2 separate regions of the Anas platyrhynchos genome follow, and region 2 is linked to region 1. The links are chromatin contacts, called in public Hi-C maps. All regions are on one chromosome and are shown on one strand. The core of a region is the stretch at or near the end of the contact, and the rest is flanking DNA. Distances in the headings are between cores, read along the strand shown.

Region 1 (4,166 bases), core at 606-3,105:
CAAAGAATCATTTCAGCTCTCTTCCACACTAGATACCATCAGCTAATCTTTCCTCTTCCTACGTGGTATTTTAAATATTGCTGAAATGCCTAATAATAGAACCAACAAAAAAAAAAAAAAAAGGAAACCTGAGGAAGTTACAAAAGGAGAAAAGCCTTTACAAAGAAGAAATAGTGGAAAATTGCTTCCTTGAGTGTTGTATGCTCAAGGCACAGACATAACAGCAGGAACTTTTCCTCCAAAGCCAACAAAAGGTTGCAGGCTGGCTGTCTCGGTTCTCCAGAAGCCTGGTGCAATCCAAGACTCTGCAGACAAGTCAGCCTCCAGTGCAGACACCCCCAAATCCCACACCACCACACACATCCTTCCGTGTCCCACAGCACACGTCACCCAGTGAGGAATGGCTACAGGGGTAGCTAATGGGAAAATCAAAACATATTACCCAAAAACTAACCCAAGCAAACATGGATTGCTCTACAATTCCCCTACCATTTATTTGTTTTGAAGGAAAAGCAGCTACTAAATAAAAGCCTACCCATCAGCAAAAAACCACCTCTATAATACAGAAAATCTATACAGAAAGTCATTTTAAAATGCTACAATAAGGACGGAAAGAGCCAACCAGTCCGTTCCATCTTCAGGCACAATTTCTGGTATGCCTCTTTCCACTGAAACGATTCCCAAGTCAAACATAACAATCGCCATTACTCTGATAAAAGCCAAAGGACATGAAAAGCAAGTCTGGCTGTCCGTCTCCCCGCAGCACGCATCCTCTCTTTACATCCCTGGTGTTATTCTGACTTGCTGGGGACAGAGGAGCTATGCATTTCCTGTTTATCTTTTTAAACTGGAAGTGGATTCCAAGTGAGCGGCACAGACTGACCATCCAGAAGTTTTATGACTCTTCTCCTTTCAATCAGAGAGCTTGTGTACTCAATCTGTATCTATTTACAAATTCATAGCCCTAGCAACGTTTGCTACAGCTACATTCCTTCTGCAATATAGGTTGGAATGGACAATCTTAATAATGGGACAGGAACAGAATTAAAGCAGTAAGTCGCTTTGCAGGGAGGATATGAAGATGAGAAATCAGAGCTTGCCTCCCTCCCTGCTCTTCGACCCTGCAGATTCCAGCTGTCTGCACAAAACTCACCACTCATGAGAAAGGCTTGCAATCTTTTAGTTCATCAGGGTCACACAAGCAAAAAAACATGAATAAAGGAAGGAAAGAAGCCACTGTCATTACTGGACAGAGAAAGGCAAGGTCTAGAAAGCCACCCTGAACTTTTACTACGATGACAGTGAGAAAAGAAAAATGGGTTGAACTTAAAAAGACCCAAACACTAGCAATCTACATGACAAGGTCAGCCTTCCAGGGGACTGGAGTGTCAGCTGACAGCTTATGCAAGACTTTATCTGCAAAAAAGCCAAAGAAATTTACTGCGTGCTGCTCGGTTCCAAATAAAGATGGGAAAGAGACTCTTTTAGCTTAGCAATTATTTGAACTGAAATACCATCTTTCCCTACATATGTGCATCGCTGTTACTAAACATTCATATCACTCAACACAAATTCAAAGGTTGCCTTTAAAGGCAGAATCTGGTAGTTTGCAGCAAAAGGAAGCCACATACATGGTAAATTCAGTCCTAACTTGGACACGGTTGTGCTCCCTTACATCAGGCCTGCTTTAACCCAGAGGAAATCAGTTTGAGGGCATCTTTGCCTGAAACACTGCATCCCTTAACACTACATAGCTGTTATTACAGATTGTGCTAAGCAGACACCCACAGCAGCAGTCGCACCACTAGATCTTCAGAAGCGGTTTCTCCTTCGCTTACTGGCAAAGGCCTGACCTCCAGCACTGCGAAAATACTTGCCACAGGATGTCACAACTACAGAAGTGGCTCACAAGAGACGTGCAAGGGTAGTGCAGGATCTTGAACTCAGCCCTTGCAAGGTTTCTGATTTTGCTTCAGAAAACTGGCTTTGGCAATGTTATTTCAGCATGGCAGACATAAGTGTATGCTTTGCTTTCCATCTGCAACTGGGAGCTACAATAAATTTAAAATAAACTACTGTTCATCATTAAAAGAGATTAAAATCCAGTCTCCAAGACAATGACCAACCAACAGTAGAAGGATGACTGAAAACTGGGTAAAAACTCCTTTGATTTCATAAATATTAAATATAAATTTGGGCTTAAGGTTGGATTTTCCACCTCAATTTATTTCTTTCAGACTATATTTTCACATTAAGTCACAGAAATACAAGATGTTTTAAAACTCTGTACTTACCTGCTGCTTCCACCTTCAACAAAAGGATTCCAATGTGAAGCAAAGTCATTGCCAGCTGCCACCACCTGAGGACGCAGAGATTTTCATTTTTTTTTTCCTATCAAACTGAATTCACAGCACATGAAGAAGCCTGGGAGATTCCCAGAACGACCCATTAGCAATAAATAAAATTCCTAAGTGAGGTAATGTTTTAAAATATAGTTACAAAACAATTATCGAAAAGATATTTTCTTCTTAGATTCAGAGTGAAAAGCAGCATCTGGAAATGGTATAATGCCAGTATCAAGTAACATTAAATAACATGAAAGCAAAAACTTATGGTGAAAACTCAGTAAGGATTTTCCACTCGGGGCACTTCCAAGACACTCCTCCAGCAAGAGAACATAGTGCAGCTACCTCCAAACTCGTATGAAATACTGTCAGGAAAGGCTGGGGGCATTCCTGCCACTGTACCAAGGGGACCTCATCAGTAACAACATGTACAAGTCTCTGAAATCACATGCAAATAAGATGAACTTGTAACCACCTGGTGAACTCGAGCACAGCTTTAAAAAAAATAGGACTGGGATTTTTCTGGAACGCTGAGCACAGATTTCTCCAAATCAAAATTAATGGCAGCTGTTGGTATTCACAACACTTACTAAAAAATGGAGCCCTTTCAAACAGTCACACACTGACCCAAAAGAACGTTAATTAGCTGATCTGAAGTAAACTGCTGAGAACTGGAATAAACAGCAGCAGCTCACAGGGGGCAAAAAGTCTGCATGCAAGTTGGCTGGGTTCCAAGAAACAAGCAGCAAATAAGCTGATGATGGTAAGATCAGGGACTCAAATGCAGAACAGCCTCTCCACATTATCAAATTAATTGGCACTTGCTGTTTTTCTCATCTGAGCGTGACTCCCTGCACAAAGCATAGAGGGCAATTCATTTTCTTAAAAATGTTTCAATTGTCCAGGGACCAAGAGTAGCCTTCTCATGACTCTGTACTTCAGACTTAAATTAGTTAGAGTTGAACCACAAAACAATGAAGGTGCTATGATTTTAGTAAAGGAAGGAAAAAACAAACTTGTCCTTACCATTTCATCCCGAGCTTCAGTTTCTTTCCGTAGAGGGGGCTCAAACTGGAGCTTATCAACTACAAAACATTACATGGTCAACTTTAATACACGCAACATTCTGCTAATGTCCTTTCGATGCTTACTACAGTGAAGCACATGTTGTAGCACAACAAAATAACGTACACAACACTTAATTTGCCTATAAAATGACTACCACTATAAATATCATTATTGTCTAAATGCTTAAATTCACAAATTTGAAACCCACAAGAAACAGATGAAAAGTAAACAGCAAGTCATTATATGAAAACACACTAAAATGTAATTGTGTAACCACATGTTATTTTTAAATGCACATGAAAGAAAAAAGGGGCTTTTAAAAGTAAGCTTCCTAAAAGCGAGATGTACGTGACTCAGAGGAGCAGCTAGTCTTTATATTACAACCGGCATTTGTCCAAACCTGAAGAAAGGCAGTTTCTGCCCTCAAAATTTCAACTTAGATCCAACTGGGTAGAGCATTAGCATTGTTTTAAAAGTAAAGAAAAGGTTTTATGAAAAGAAAATGCCCTAAGTTGACAGACACCCTTGTGAGGACAGCTATTAAAATTACAAGTGCTCCAATAAGGTCAAGAAAAGGTTTAGCTTGTGAACTTGAAACAGTGTAAAGACAAAGACAAAATGCTACCTTTTTTACAGTTTTCTTATCAGAGAAGGACAGCCAGTGTATTCATTCCTAATTATCAAGTCACTCTTAATTTTTTATGTACTTCCAATTAGTGTTTTTGATGTTTTAAGTAAGGCTTAAAGTCTGAC
Region 2 (4,166 bases), core at 642-3,141, 46 kb after region 1:
AGCAAACCGGTGACCTAGAAACAAATGCAGGCTCCTAAACTACTTTAAACTCATTAACTTTATACTTGCTGTAGGGGCATACCTCTGGCAAAGGCTTTGATTTAAATTTGTCAGGTTGCACTATGAGGTTTATTCCTGCCCGGGACCCGTTCAGAGTAGAAGGGGCATTTTTCACAACCCAAATAAAGGAGGATTTGGGAGGAGGAGGTGATTTATTTAAAAAAAGGGCTCTGTTTACATGGCCCAGAGCAGAGCCATGCATTCGACCAGCTCCGGAACCGGAAACTGTATGACATGTCAGCACAGCTCTCCGCTAATTAGCAGGATAATGAAAAGCAGAATATTTCTTTTTTTTTCCCCACGGAGAGCAAAGGGATGGCACGAAAACATTTCCCTGCGACACAGCTCGTCATTTCTCATCGGGCTGCCCCGTGCTGTGCCCCAACACGCTAGCTGAAGGCGCGCTGAGCTTCAGATTTAGGACACCCGAAACGTCCTTTTGGGGCATTTGGGGCCAGGTTCCCTAGCGGAGCAGCTGACTGATCCGTGCGCGGCGCTCTAGGAAAATAAGAAGGTAAATATTCGGCACGGTGAAAACTGTTAAAAATAACTCCCCGAGGCCACGAGCAACCATTTCAAAGGGGTGGTGGGAACGGGACGCAGCTATAAAACTTCAATTTGAACATTAGCAAAGAGCCCTCCCCCAGCACGAGGCAATTACCTGCGCCTTTCATGTGGCAGCATAAAGCACCTCTTCCTGTACCTTTGGCTGTGCCAGGTCTATTTAAAACACACTCAGCAGCGGTGTGAAGCCAAACAGCACTGCTGCCCTTCCCACGAAGCCCGATAATTCGGATTGCCACGGCACAGGCCGAAAACGTGAACGATTTCTTTACAAGCAGCCCGACTCCTGAGGTCGCTGAGCATCCCTGGTGCCTACAGAAGGGGCTTGCATCTTTCTGAGGAAGGGACGTGCTGTGCCTACGCCTCTTGTTTCACACATTTGTGGTTAAAAATTTCAGACACGGTTACCTGCAGTTCCAGGAGCATCTCTGGGACTCCAGCAGCGAGCCCTCACCCAGCCCCTGCCTCTAACCAGCCCTAATCTGCTTCTGCCTTTCCGCACGCTATTATTAACCCCGGGGATAAACTCGCACCCTTTTAATCGGGTGCTTTAACCGAGGAACAGGCAGGGCAAGCCGATATCCCCTCTGCCTTCCCCAGCAGCCAGGCGGAAAAGCGGCGCCCGCAGCCCTCACGGCCCCGAGCCTCCAGCACCAGCCCGGCTGGGGCAGCCGGGGGGAACACCCGGGGAGGGCCAAAAAAAAACCAAAAAAACAAATCAAAACAGCCCTTTTCTCACCTTGTAGACATCTCCGTAGGTGCCGCTGCCCACCCGCTGGATCAGCTCGTAGTCCTGCTGCGGGTTCCGCCTCAGGATGTCCCCGCTCGGCCGAGCCGGAGGCTCCATCGCGGCGGGCCCTCCCTTCCCTCCCTTGTCTCGCCTCACGGCCCGGGGGCTTCAGCCGCTGGCCCGCATGGCTCCGGCTGAGGGAAGGGGGCTGAGGGCGGACAAAGGCCGGCGGAGGAGCCGCAGAGCCCGGCCCCGAAAGCGCCCAAGGGCGGCGGGGCAGCGGCGGGGCGGCCCCTGGAGGCCCGCGGGGAGGCCGGGCCGGGCCCTGCCTGCGCACCCGCTGGCCCTTTGTCCCGGCGGAGAGCGAGAGCCTCAGCTTCCTCCTCCTCCTCCTCCTCCTGTCCTTCTTCTCCTCCTCCTCTTCCTCCCGCACGCAGCGCCGGGACGGGCCAGGCCGGGACGGACAGCACCGGGCCGGGCCTGCCGCGACGCCGCAGCGCCACAGCGCGGCCGCCCGCTGCCTGCCCGCCCTCCTCCTCCTCCTCCTCCTCCTCCTCCTCCTCCTCCTCTTCCTCCTCCTCCTCCTCCTCCTCCTCTTCCCTGCACCCTCAGGCCCTTCCCCGAGGCTCCTGAGGCCGGAGGGGGCAGCGGCTGTGAGCCCCTCCAGAGGGGAGCGCACGGTGCTTGGCTGCTCCCCGCCTTGTGGGGCTGAGGGCTCTCCTCCAGCTTCAATTCACCACATAAATAAACTTATATATTTATTATATAAACTCTGTGTATGCTGCTGTCTGAACAGCACTGAGCCTTCTGGCTGATGCCTGAGCCCCTGTCAGGGCTCATCACACAGCAAAACCCAGCTCCCAGCACAGGGACGAGGGCAATTCACCCATTGCCACACGCCAAGGACATGGGACAAGTGTAGGGCTTCCCAAATTTTCGTGCTCTGGATCGTAACCTCGCAGCCACATCATCACATAACGCCTGTCCTGGGCAAATCGAACACCACAGGCAGCCAGTGCGATGATAGGCACACAAGAATTAGCTGAGGCCTGTTGGGGCTCGTCTCCTTGGGCTGCCAAACTCAGAAGCACTTTGAAAGTGTGAGGTGGCAGGAGTGCTGTATCTGCCTTTCTGCCTTTGGAGAATAATTATTTTCGGCAAAACAGCCGAATTTCTGAGTAAACCCCCCCGATAGTCTCTTGAGTGCGAAACAATTTAATAAACCGAAAGGCAGCGGCAAGGGTAGAGGGATGCTGGAATTAGCATTAGTCTTTGCTGCACAGTAAAATCATTAAGGCCTAAAAGGAGGTGTGAGTTTCTAGGTGCAAGAAATACCACATACTCAATGCAGGAAATATGTTTGCAAAAGCGAGGTAGAAAAAAAAAAGTAAATGGATGCCAGATGTATGAGCCTTTCTGGTGTTCAGGACACCGGACCGGTTACTGGAGAACAAATTCTGCCTCCTTGGCAGGGAGACAGCCCAACCAGGTCCAATCTAGCCTATGGACAAAGCAGCTAGGTGCTGATTCCCAGTTTAAAATGGAGTCTGGATTTTTAGCTTGCTTCAGCACATTTAGAAATGCCACATGCACGTACCTGAACCAGCCCAGCTGATTGCATAAGCTTTCCCTTCAAAACACAGGCTCTCCAGCAGAACTCATTAGGATTATTGGACTGTTTGAGGTTAAACTAAAGACAACTTATGCAGCCACTCGGGAATTGCACAGTCGCATCTGATTTTATTGGGTTTTGATTTATGGGCTCGTTTGAAACGGTGTGTTTCAGAAGCAGGCTCCGAAATGTAAACTATCTTGCTTCCAAAGAGGCGGGGAAGCATGTGACTGCTAACTTAAAGAAATTCGCATTTAATTTCCCCTTGTCCTCTGAAAGCTCTCTACATCCTGTATATTCTCTCCAACATAAATACGTAAGTTTTCCTGAACACCCAGCAAATAAAAAAAAAAGAAAAAACTATTTACCCTTTAGGGAGCTGTATTTCCTCCAGCGATTTTTAACAAAACAATTACCTCTCCCCCATAAATTAGCTTCCTGCACTCCTGATAGCGAGCTGTTTGTGTCTTTTTTTTTTTTTTTTTTTTTTTTCCCTTTCCCTTGGCCAAGGGTTCGAGCACCGCTTCTCATTTCACTGACTTTCTGCTCTTGTCAAGACATCAGAAGACAGCACAGGAAAAGAGGCCGTTTCATTTTCCAGGAGCAGATGGTGCATTAAGGCTTGGCCTCCTCAAACGTCCTGCAGATCCAAGGACCTTCCGATGGCTGCAATTTAACGCACAGCCTCCTTTATTGACCACTGTTTTGCCCTCGCTTGGTCAGCCTTCACGTCCCACCTGGAGGTTTAGTTTCCTGTAGCACATTGCCAGTGCTGTAGAGTGAACTCGGAGCCTGCCTCGTGATCCCTGCTTTATTCCATCTTCCCCAGCTGGGTCCCAGGCCCTGCTGGAAGGGCTTCTGGAAAGTGTACATACATAATAGCAGCACCAGCAATGTGTTATTACAGCCATTTTATGATTAAAAAAATTGAGGTAAATGAATTGTGTGAAGTGTACGGTCCAAGACATGGCCTGACACTGCACACTTCCAGCCATCTCCTCCTGCACACACACGCTGGTTTCCATTCTGTATTTTCCACCCGGGACCACGCTGCTTTTCTGGTCAAGCACGTTAAGGAATGTGCTTTTATGTAGCATCTTTCATCTGGATGGGTCCCAGCCTTAAAAGGAATGTTAAGTGGTTTTACATAAGGCATTACGTAGGATTAGAGAATGTGATCTGTTTGCATTGTAGTCTTAA

What was found. A called contact is a pair of places that touch in the nucleus more often than the background predicts.
Region 2: a Hi-C map of subcutaneous adipose tissue shows a contact between it and region 1, with 2.2 times the contacts expected there. The contact joins the promoter of MAP4K5 here to the enhancer-like site in region 1. A contact is called at or near these places in 2 of 8 Hi-C or Micro-C datasets (skeletal muscle and subcutaneous adipose tissue).

What each region holds. Positions count from the first base shown.
Region 1 is chr5:3,049,091-3,053,256 of IASCAAS_PekinDuck_T2T, forward strand. It overlaps MAP4K5 (mitogen-activated protein kinase kinase kinase kinase 5), which reads right to left. Exons shown (of 31, transcript XM_072038060.1): 14 at 3,372-3,430; 15 at 2,295-2,359. Among named protein-coding and RNA genes, the nearest start is that of CDKL1, 23 kb to the left of the region's middle. Within about 2 kb of position 1,856, at least 2 of the 8 cell types and tissues checked have an H3K27ac peak or open chromatin away from gene starts, as enhancers often do.
Region 2 is chr5:3,094,919-3,099,084 of IASCAAS_PekinDuck_T2T, forward strand. It overlaps MAP4K5 (mitogen-activated protein kinase kinase kinase kinase 5), which reads right to left and starts at 1,892. Exons shown (of 31, transcript XM_072038060.1): 1 at 1,364-1,892. The coding sequence starts at 1,471.